Linked DNA regions of Mus musculus: region 2 is linked to region 1. Evidence: chromatin contacts called from public HiChIP or PLAC-seq data. All regions are on one chromosome and are shown on one strand. Each heading gives the region's core, a stretch centred on a gene start, on an enhancer-like site or on the middle of the called end of the contact. The rest is flanking DNA. Distances are from core to core; before and after follow the strand shown. Region 1 overlaps Ubr5 (ubiquitin protein ligase E3 component n-recognin 5). Region 2 has its middle 4.5 kb from the start of Gm41308.

Region 1 (3,985 bases), core at 315-2,814:
AGGTAAAAAACAAGTTTATGTGTCCAATTTCCTGGCACTCAATAAATGGAAGCTTGCTGACATCACTGTAATATATACAGCCACAAATGAGTATAACTAATGTCGACAAGTTGGCTGGAACACAGGGTAGTTTCAAACTAACACGATCAAGACTGACTTCTAAGTGACTGCTCTTCCCACCAAAGTTTGTCACCTGCACTTAAAACAGTTAAAAGTACCTCTTCCACGTCTGCTGACACAATATCATCCTGCTCCTCGTCTCGGCCTCTGACGGGCTGTGACTGGCTGATGCGCCTCTGCTGTGGGTTCCGAATGATGTAAGATGACTGAGACTGACTGGAGCTGTAAGGAGTCAGGGGGAGGGAGAGACCACAGCTGTCAAGATGGCTCACACAGCACACTGCTCTCTGGGATCCTTTTTGCAGCTCAATGCTTACTTTCTTTCTTTCCTCCAGCATCCTCAGATGCCAAGAGTACTGACACCAACATTCACACATTAAACCACAGTTTCTATCCTGTACTTGCTCGCTTCTCACTGACTGGTTAGTGGGTGGACATGGCATAGGGAAATCACATCTACAAATCATATTTTAAAACAGAGGAACAACCAAAAGCAGAGTGATCAAAGCTTCACGTCCCTTCAGATCTGACTTAGACATAGCCAAAGGCAAGTGCATCCACACAAAAGGAAGCAAACAATCACTAAATTGAGTTTTAAAGAAACCAAAAACTAGAAACGTGATGTTTAACAGCCCTCTGGTCACTTCATTTAGAGATTCAAGAATGAGCTAAAAGACATTAAAATATAAAGCTTTTAGTGTCTTTCTCCTTAACAGGTTTCCTGAGAAATGAGAATCAAAGAAATTATTCGACACAACTAGGGTAGCAGTGCCTTTGCATAAGCACACAGGTACTTACCTCACAACCAGGGCTTTCCAGGATCTGCTAAGACAGATGCATCGTTACAGAGGCAAAGAAGAAGCTGAGAGGAAAATCTTTTAATTTCAAAAAAAAAAGAATTTCTTTTTTCTTTTTTTCAGACAGGGTTTCTCTGTGTAGCTCTCCCTGGCTATCCTGACTCACTCTGTAGACATGGCTGGCTGTGAAAACTGAGATCTACCTGCCTCTGTGGCCCAGGCTTGGATTAAAGGCGATCACCATGTGTGAAGGGGGAAGTTCTGACAGGAAGGTCCTATTCTGCAATTGATTCTTCTTTTGTCAGTAAAGAAAGCCAAGGGCCAATTTCTGGGCAGAAAGTTTGGGCAGGATTTCTGGGTCCCAAGAGGAAAAGCAGATTCAAGGAAGGAGAGGGGTTTTTCTGCCATGCTTTGGAAGAAGAACGCAGCAACCATGTGAGCTCTCAGGGGGAGCTGGGGCCTGTGGCCACTACTACAGGCAAGAGGTCAGGGCTAGGTTAGGGCAGGTAGAGACAGGAAAATAATAAATCGGTAAGGGTGGGCTTTTTCAGGCAGGAGATATCAGCACCCAGCAATTGTGCCAAGAAGGCAAGTAGTGAAGGAATTAACTGTGTGTGTGCCTTCTGTCGGAGGACTCAAGGGAAGCCGGGCGGGAGCTGAAAGCACTAGCCACTTCCTGGAGCAAAGGAAGTGGAACATAAAACGACTTGCAACACATTTGGCTACGTGGCTATTTTTTCATTTAGTAGAGAGGTGTTCCAATTCCAAAAGTTTGTAAGCTTTCTGTTGTTAATATTTAGTTTTAATCCATGGTGGGCAGATAAGTACTAAAATATTATACTTACATTAGGTGACAAAATTAGAATTGTGAAAATCATTTCAACTGCTACTCCAAAGCACAGCTTTAATAAGCCAGATAAACCATTTCCATACAAAACATTAACATACCTGCTTGCCTGATCTGATGACGGCCGTGGTGGTAATGGTTCTACTGAAAATAATTCTTCACTGCCCTGCATGGCATCTATGCTAGTACTGGCCAGAGTAAACGGTGCTGTCGGCCGGGCAATCCCCATTCTGACAGGAACAATCAGAGACTCTGCCACATTACACAATTCTTCTACAGCATAAGGAAGCAGTGCTTGAAACACACGTTTGCATTTTCCAATTGGCTGTGGAATAAAGTTGCTATAGCAGGAAAAAAATAAAAACCTCTAATGATTCTTCTCATACACATACTAACATTATCACACTACAAATGTGTGCAAAAGGTTTTGAAATGCCTTACTTTTTCTTTTTGGACGAAGCCATTTCCACACTAAGAATGACAAACACTCTTGCCACAGATCGTAGAAACCTCATTGTCACGGCAATTGCTTCTTCCCGGCGTCCGGGTGTGTACTTGTTTTGGAGTTCTTTTACTAAGGTGCCTAGCAGAGTATCTAAAAGCTTTAAAAATGGCAATCATTCTATTAATGCTGAGATAGTTCATATGATGGTTAACGTAGTCTAATACTTTTAAATATTAATAGTTCCCAATAAAATGTTTAAAATGTTTTTGTGTGTGTATATATGTATGTGTGTGATTTATGTATATATGTGTGAATGTGTATACACACATATATGACGTATGTACATGTGTGCGTTTGGAGGTGAGAGAGCACCGTGCAGGTGGCAGTCCTCTCCTTCTGCCGCGTGGGTCCAGTGACTGAGCTGAGGCTGTTGGGCTCTGGTGGCACCTGTTACTAGCTAAGCCACCTTGACAGCCCTTGTAACAAAATTTTGAAACAAACTGAACCAAACCATTTACAGGTATACACCTAACTGTACTGATACTGTGTGTCTGATAGCAAATGGATCCCAAATGTATACTAACTTGGCTTTTGTCCCATAGGCCTGTATATACTTATCATGCATGTTTAGAAGGAAATATCAAACATGTAAAATCAGAAGTTCACTCATTGAAGAACACTTATTGCATATCTCATTTACTACTTTCTAATACTTCCCTGTGCATAAAAAAGATACCAACTACAAAGAAAACCCAATTTCATGTTATTTTTTTAATGATTTTTATAACAATCTTTATAGCAAAACATGTTCCATTTCATTGAGTATAATTAATAATTAATCTTATAATTTAAGATCTACTATGGTTAGATTCACAAACCATTTTATTGTATCCTAACTTTACGCAATTATTATAAACTACTTAGAACAGGTTTGGAGGAAGAGGTTAGAGTGGCACCGGACAGTAACAAACCAGCCTGCAGAAAGGACTAAACTCAATGTCCTGTCAGTGCCTAAGGAACAACCATCCAGCACTGGGTCCTATTATCTAAATTTTAGTTTACATTAAAGAAAAACAAATTTAAAAAGGGGTTACACATTTTTTTATCAATTTAAGGTTTTTATTTAAAATAAAATTCTTCCATCGAAAAGCATCCATGTTAATATACTCCCTTTAACTTAACCAGCAGACATTATCAGTCTTTTAAGTCTGACCTTTAAAACCATGGGACTTAAGAACAAATTCATGTATTTAGTGAACTCACCAAAATATCTGCTGTACACTTGACAATAAGGCAATGAGTGAAACAGTCGAGCCGAATCGTGCCGCTCTGCTGGTTGAGGTAGACCTGCTCTTCTGGCAAAAGATGGCCTATCCTGCTGCTGGCACTCAGACTGGAGAGGCAAGGAGAGACAGAATAAATTGTAAAAGACAACATTAGCCCAGAAACTGAGAAAAATTTTTAAATGTTTTAACAAATACATACGGATCTTTGTTCTCTTGTGACCCAAACATAATCATAGATCTCAAAGCATTCCAGTCCTGAAGGACGCGCTCTAGGGCAAGCTGGGCAAACCTTGGGGGCTCTAAGTCATGGTCAGGCATATCTGAATCTAAAAAGGAAGAATGGGTCAGACAAAAATAGAATTCAATGCTTTGTACATCAGCAGAATTGTATACTTCACTCACCTTCAGGACTGGCTGTTTTCCTGTTGCGATCCTCCCTGATTCGTGGAGGCCTATACTGACAGTGCTCCACTGTCTGCCTGGCCACGGT
Region 2 (4,000 bases), core at 523-3,022, 470 kb after region 1:
GACTTTCAGTTGCAGCTGGAAACACAGGCAATAATGAAGCCTGTAATGGCAGTGAAGGCTCTCTGAGAAATCCCTGGACAGTGAGCACGGGAGAGTTCCAGGGGATGCTGCAGGCCTAAAGTCAACAAAGGCATGCACATTCACCATCGCTTTCTTTGTACTTAGCTCTACACACCTTTTCCACCGGAGTTCATCTGTGTTCTTGATGTGTGGTCTTGAGAGTCCCTTATAACCCTTGCCCCCACCCTTTAATCCCTTTAAACAGACACATGCGGATGCTTGCCTGAGTTTGTGATCACGCCTCAGAAGGGGTCAGCTTATAGACCAGCTGGTAGACATTCTGGAAGTGAGTCTCCTATTGGTATCTGAAGGAGGGCACAATTTTATAATACTGAGCCTTTAACTTATAGGACCTGACTTCATTCCTGGTAGACAGTGTCAGAAAAGAATTTTAACTGCAGTGCCCTAGCTGGTGCTGGAGAACTGGTTATTGTGGAAAATCCCAACATGTGGTCAAAGACTGTGAGTAGAGTATTGTTTTTCTCTTTTACGTAAAACAAATTATCTCTGTTTTACAAGTTAACAAAGCAAAAACAGGCTGTAGAGCTGGTCCATCAGTCAAGGACATTGCTCTCCCAGTGAACCCAGTTCCCAGCACCCACATGGTAGCTCACAACTGTTTGGAACTCCAGTTCTGAGAATCAACACCTCTTCTAGCCTTTAAAGGTACTACACATAGTACAGGCAAGACACCCATGTAAATAAATAAAAAAAAAATAACAGAAAAGCAAAAACCATGGCTCAAAAAAAAAGCACATGGCCCAAGGTGACAGCGCTTGTTTATGAAGGGACACTGCCTGTCTACTTCATTAGATAGTCAAGTCTGACAGCAGAATTCTAGTGGGGTGGCAAACACTAAGCAGGGACCCCAACCCTTCGGAGGCAGACCTGTCCCCTCAATCATCACTTCTAACATCTGTGGCGATGTAGACTTTTGCCATGTGACTATCAGAAATTCAGTTGTCTCATAGTTTTTGTTTGTTTGGTTTTTTCGAGACGGTTTCTCTGTGTAGCCCTGGCTGTCCTGGAACTCACTTTGTAGACCAGGCTGGCCTCGAACTCAGAAATTTGCCTGCCTCTGCCTCCCAAGTGCTGGGATTAAAGGCGTGCACCACCACTGCCTGGCCAGTTATCTCATAGTTTATCTCAGCCTTAACACACTTGTTCTTGAGAAGCCCTTTATTGTGCATACGAGCAACTGCACTTTTACATTATTATTACTATCATTAACAGTATTATAGAATAATACTGTTAATGATAGTAATAATAATAATAATAGGGGTGATGGGGTCTTGCATATGCTGAACCCATGATTTCCTAGTTAGCTACAACCTAGCCCCAGGAATCTTATAATTAAAATTTAGTAGCACCCCCACCCTCCCTTCATTTTCAAGATGTAGACTTACACTGGCCCTTTACCACAGCTAGTGAGCTCAGCGGGCCAGGCTCACTATGCTCCTGAAGGGCTGAGTATCGGTGAGGTGCAGCCACATTGCACTGGCTCCCTGCCCTGGATCCAACTACATAGGTAAGCATCTAGCTCTCTGATTTGATTGGTCACTGTGGTCAACGGTGAAGTGGAAAATGCTGGGCTGTTTGATCAGACAAGGAAGAGTTGGTGGGGTTCAAAGGCCCAGATAAGGTTGTCTTGTAAGCAGTCACAGCAAAGAGGAAGCTCTGTCAGAAACAAAGAATGCTTCCAAGGGCAGATTGCAGGCAAGAGGGGGCCAGAGCTGGCAGCTAACTCACTTCCTCCAGGAGGCCCGGCAAGAGTGAGCTGCACAGATGAAGTTCTTTCTTCTCGGAACATGAAACACAGCAGGGCAAGCCAGGCATGTTAGGAGTCATGTGGAGGTCTCAGGGCCATTCAAACTTACTGGAGCAAACAGCTCTACACAGAGTAGGTAAGTGTCACCTGGGCTGGGCCCAAGGCAGAAGTGGGAGAAGCTGCTTCCAAAGAGCTTGGGCTCTGAGCCTGGATAATGCAGAAGCTACAAGTTGTGCAGTCTTTCTTACACCTACACTTGATCCAAAGCGAACCCTCAGTGATCCAGCCCACGATGTTCCCTGAAGGGCGACCTAGGGCCTTGACCCCTCCCACTTTCCAGACCATCTCTGGACACTATTTCTTCCTCTGATGTCACGTCTGGTCCCAGATCAGCAAATTAGACACCTTTGTTTCCCAAGAGCTGCCATTCTTAAGTCTTCTTCAGGAAAAAAGAAGAAGAAGGAGGAGGAGGAGGAGGAGGAGGAGGAGGAGGAGGAGGATGAGGAGGGTGGGTAGGGGATGGGGGGTGGGGGAACACTTCCTAGAAGTCTAGTTCAATGCTATTTCCAACTAGATTGGATTGTCAGAAATGAGCCGCCCACCCTTGAAAAGCACACTGGGGAAAAGGCTGCCCAAACGCAGTAGGTGCACCCTGCCTGAAGTCTAGGTGAAAGTCTCCCAGGGCAAGGGGAAGCTCACACAGTCCCTGTCAAGACATCAATGACGTTTTGCCAGGACAGATCCAGACTGGTTCTGAAAGCCCAGCTGTTGTCCTGCTCCTGCCTACAAGGGGAGACACAGACACCTCCCTCCCCAGACTGGCACCATTAATTAAGTGGTGGCTCTGAGAAAAACAGCAAGTGAAATCCAGGAAAGCGGCTCAGCATGAACTCCCGCTGGGGCCCACAGTCTTACTCATCCCGGTCCCAGATGGATCTTAGAGGCGCGGGTCTAGGGGAGAAAACCAAGCGCCTGTAGACATTTGCTGTCCTCCGTGTCCTGGCTCCTCCTCACCCTGCCTTCCTGTTTGCCCTGGTAAGGGAAAACTGCTGGAGTTAGAGAAGCTTCCAGAAGGTGCATGTTTCTTATGGTTTTTCCTTGACTGTTCCATTTCTGGCTGGAGAAGAGTTAGGCCTTGTGCCTTCTGGGTAAGTATTCTACCACGAAGCATCATCTTCTGTCCCCAGAGCTCATGTTTTGCTTTCCTTGTGCCTCCCAGACACAGAGCCGCCTCTCTGATTGGCTACTGGGCAGACGCGGAGGCAGCTCAAAGCACCCAGACATGCCTAGCCTTGCTACCCATTGGAAGGCCAGATTATTCTACAAATGTAGGGCTTCAGTGGAAAGTTTAATCCATCCCCCCACTCCCCACACACACACACACACACACACACACACACACACACACACACACACTCCTAAGAACTAGACCTGCAGTAGGCAAACACTCTACCACCAAGCCACATCCTCAGCTTTTGGAAACTTGCTTTGGGATGAAGAATTAAGTCCTCCAGTGATTTTTTTTTTTTTTTTTACATATTCCCATAATTCTTCTCTTCTTTTTCGTGCCTTTCAATCATAGCATTACTGCCCCGATTAACAGGAAAGCCACCTGCCAGCTAATACCAGGGCCTGGAAACGATTTATCTTTGTACATTCATCTCCTTTAGCTGAGGAAGGGTGCCTCCCTACCTCCCCAGTTGACTACAGGGTCTGCAACCCACGGAGAGTAAGGTGAGTGAGGCCCCAGCCCTTCTGGTATGATCCTAAACAAGCAAGGCCAGGCCCCCAGCAGTAGGCCTTATTCAAAGCTGACCCCAGCAAAGGGCTGGAGGCCAAGTCTCAGCCTTAGTGGTCCCCTGGCACCCAAGGGCTGAGAGAGGTCTCCCAGGGCAGTCCATTTCCTGCTTCTAGAAACTTGGCCTGGGGCCTTTCCCAGCAAGGACCCGCCTTTCCTCTCCTCCCGCCCTCGGGGCGGATCTAGCCTCGCCACCCAGGGCGGGCTGCAGCTTGTGGCCCGGGGCAGCGGGCTTCCAAGGCGCCCAGCTACCCCGCGGGGTGACATTGGCCCTCCCTTCTCCCTCGGCCTCATGACTTCTGGTAAAGGCCCCGTTAGTCCCCACCCACCTCCCACCTCCGCCCTCCGCCGCAGCCGGACTGGTGAGGACCGCG

The links. HiChIP or PLAC-seq counts read pairs in DNA pulled down with a chosen protein or histone mark.
Region 2: a contact with region 1 is called in an H3K27ac HiChIP or PLAC-seq map of microglia, with 5 times the contacts expected there. The contact joins two enhancer-like sites. A contact is called at or near these places in 7 of 115 datasets of contacts at active chromatin or transcription factors (bone marrow-derived macrophages, extraembryonic endoderm stem cells, fibro-adipogenic progenitors and 3 more).

What each region holds. Positions count from the first base shown.
Region 1 is chr15:38,000,352-38,004,336 of GRCm38.p6, forward strand. It overlaps Ubr5 (ubiquitin protein ligase E3 component n-recognin 5), which reads right to left. Exons shown (of 59, transcript NM_001112721.2): 30 at 3,898-3,985; 31 at 3,695-3,821; 32 at 3,473-3,602; 33 at 2,206-2,366; 34 at 1,866-2,105; 35 at 219-342. All of the region lies in intron 1 of Gm49085 (a long non-coding RNA gene), which reads left to right. Among named protein-coding and RNA genes, the nearest start is that of Gm49085, 41 kb to the left of the region's middle. Within about 2 kb of position 1,565, at least 40 of the 459 cell types and tissues checked have an H3K27ac peak or open chromatin away from gene starts, as enhancers often do. A contact at or near this core is called in bone marrow-derived macrophages and microglia, where this site is marked.
Region 2 is chr15:38,466,684-38,470,683 of GRCm38.p6, forward strand. No RefSeq gene overlaps it. Among named protein-coding and RNA genes, the nearest start is that of Gm41308, 4.5 kb to the right of the region's middle. Within about 2 kb of position 1,773, at least 94 of the 459 cell types and tissues checked have an H3K27ac peak or open chromatin away from gene starts, as enhancers often do. A contact at or near this core is called in bone marrow-derived macrophages and microglia, where this site is marked.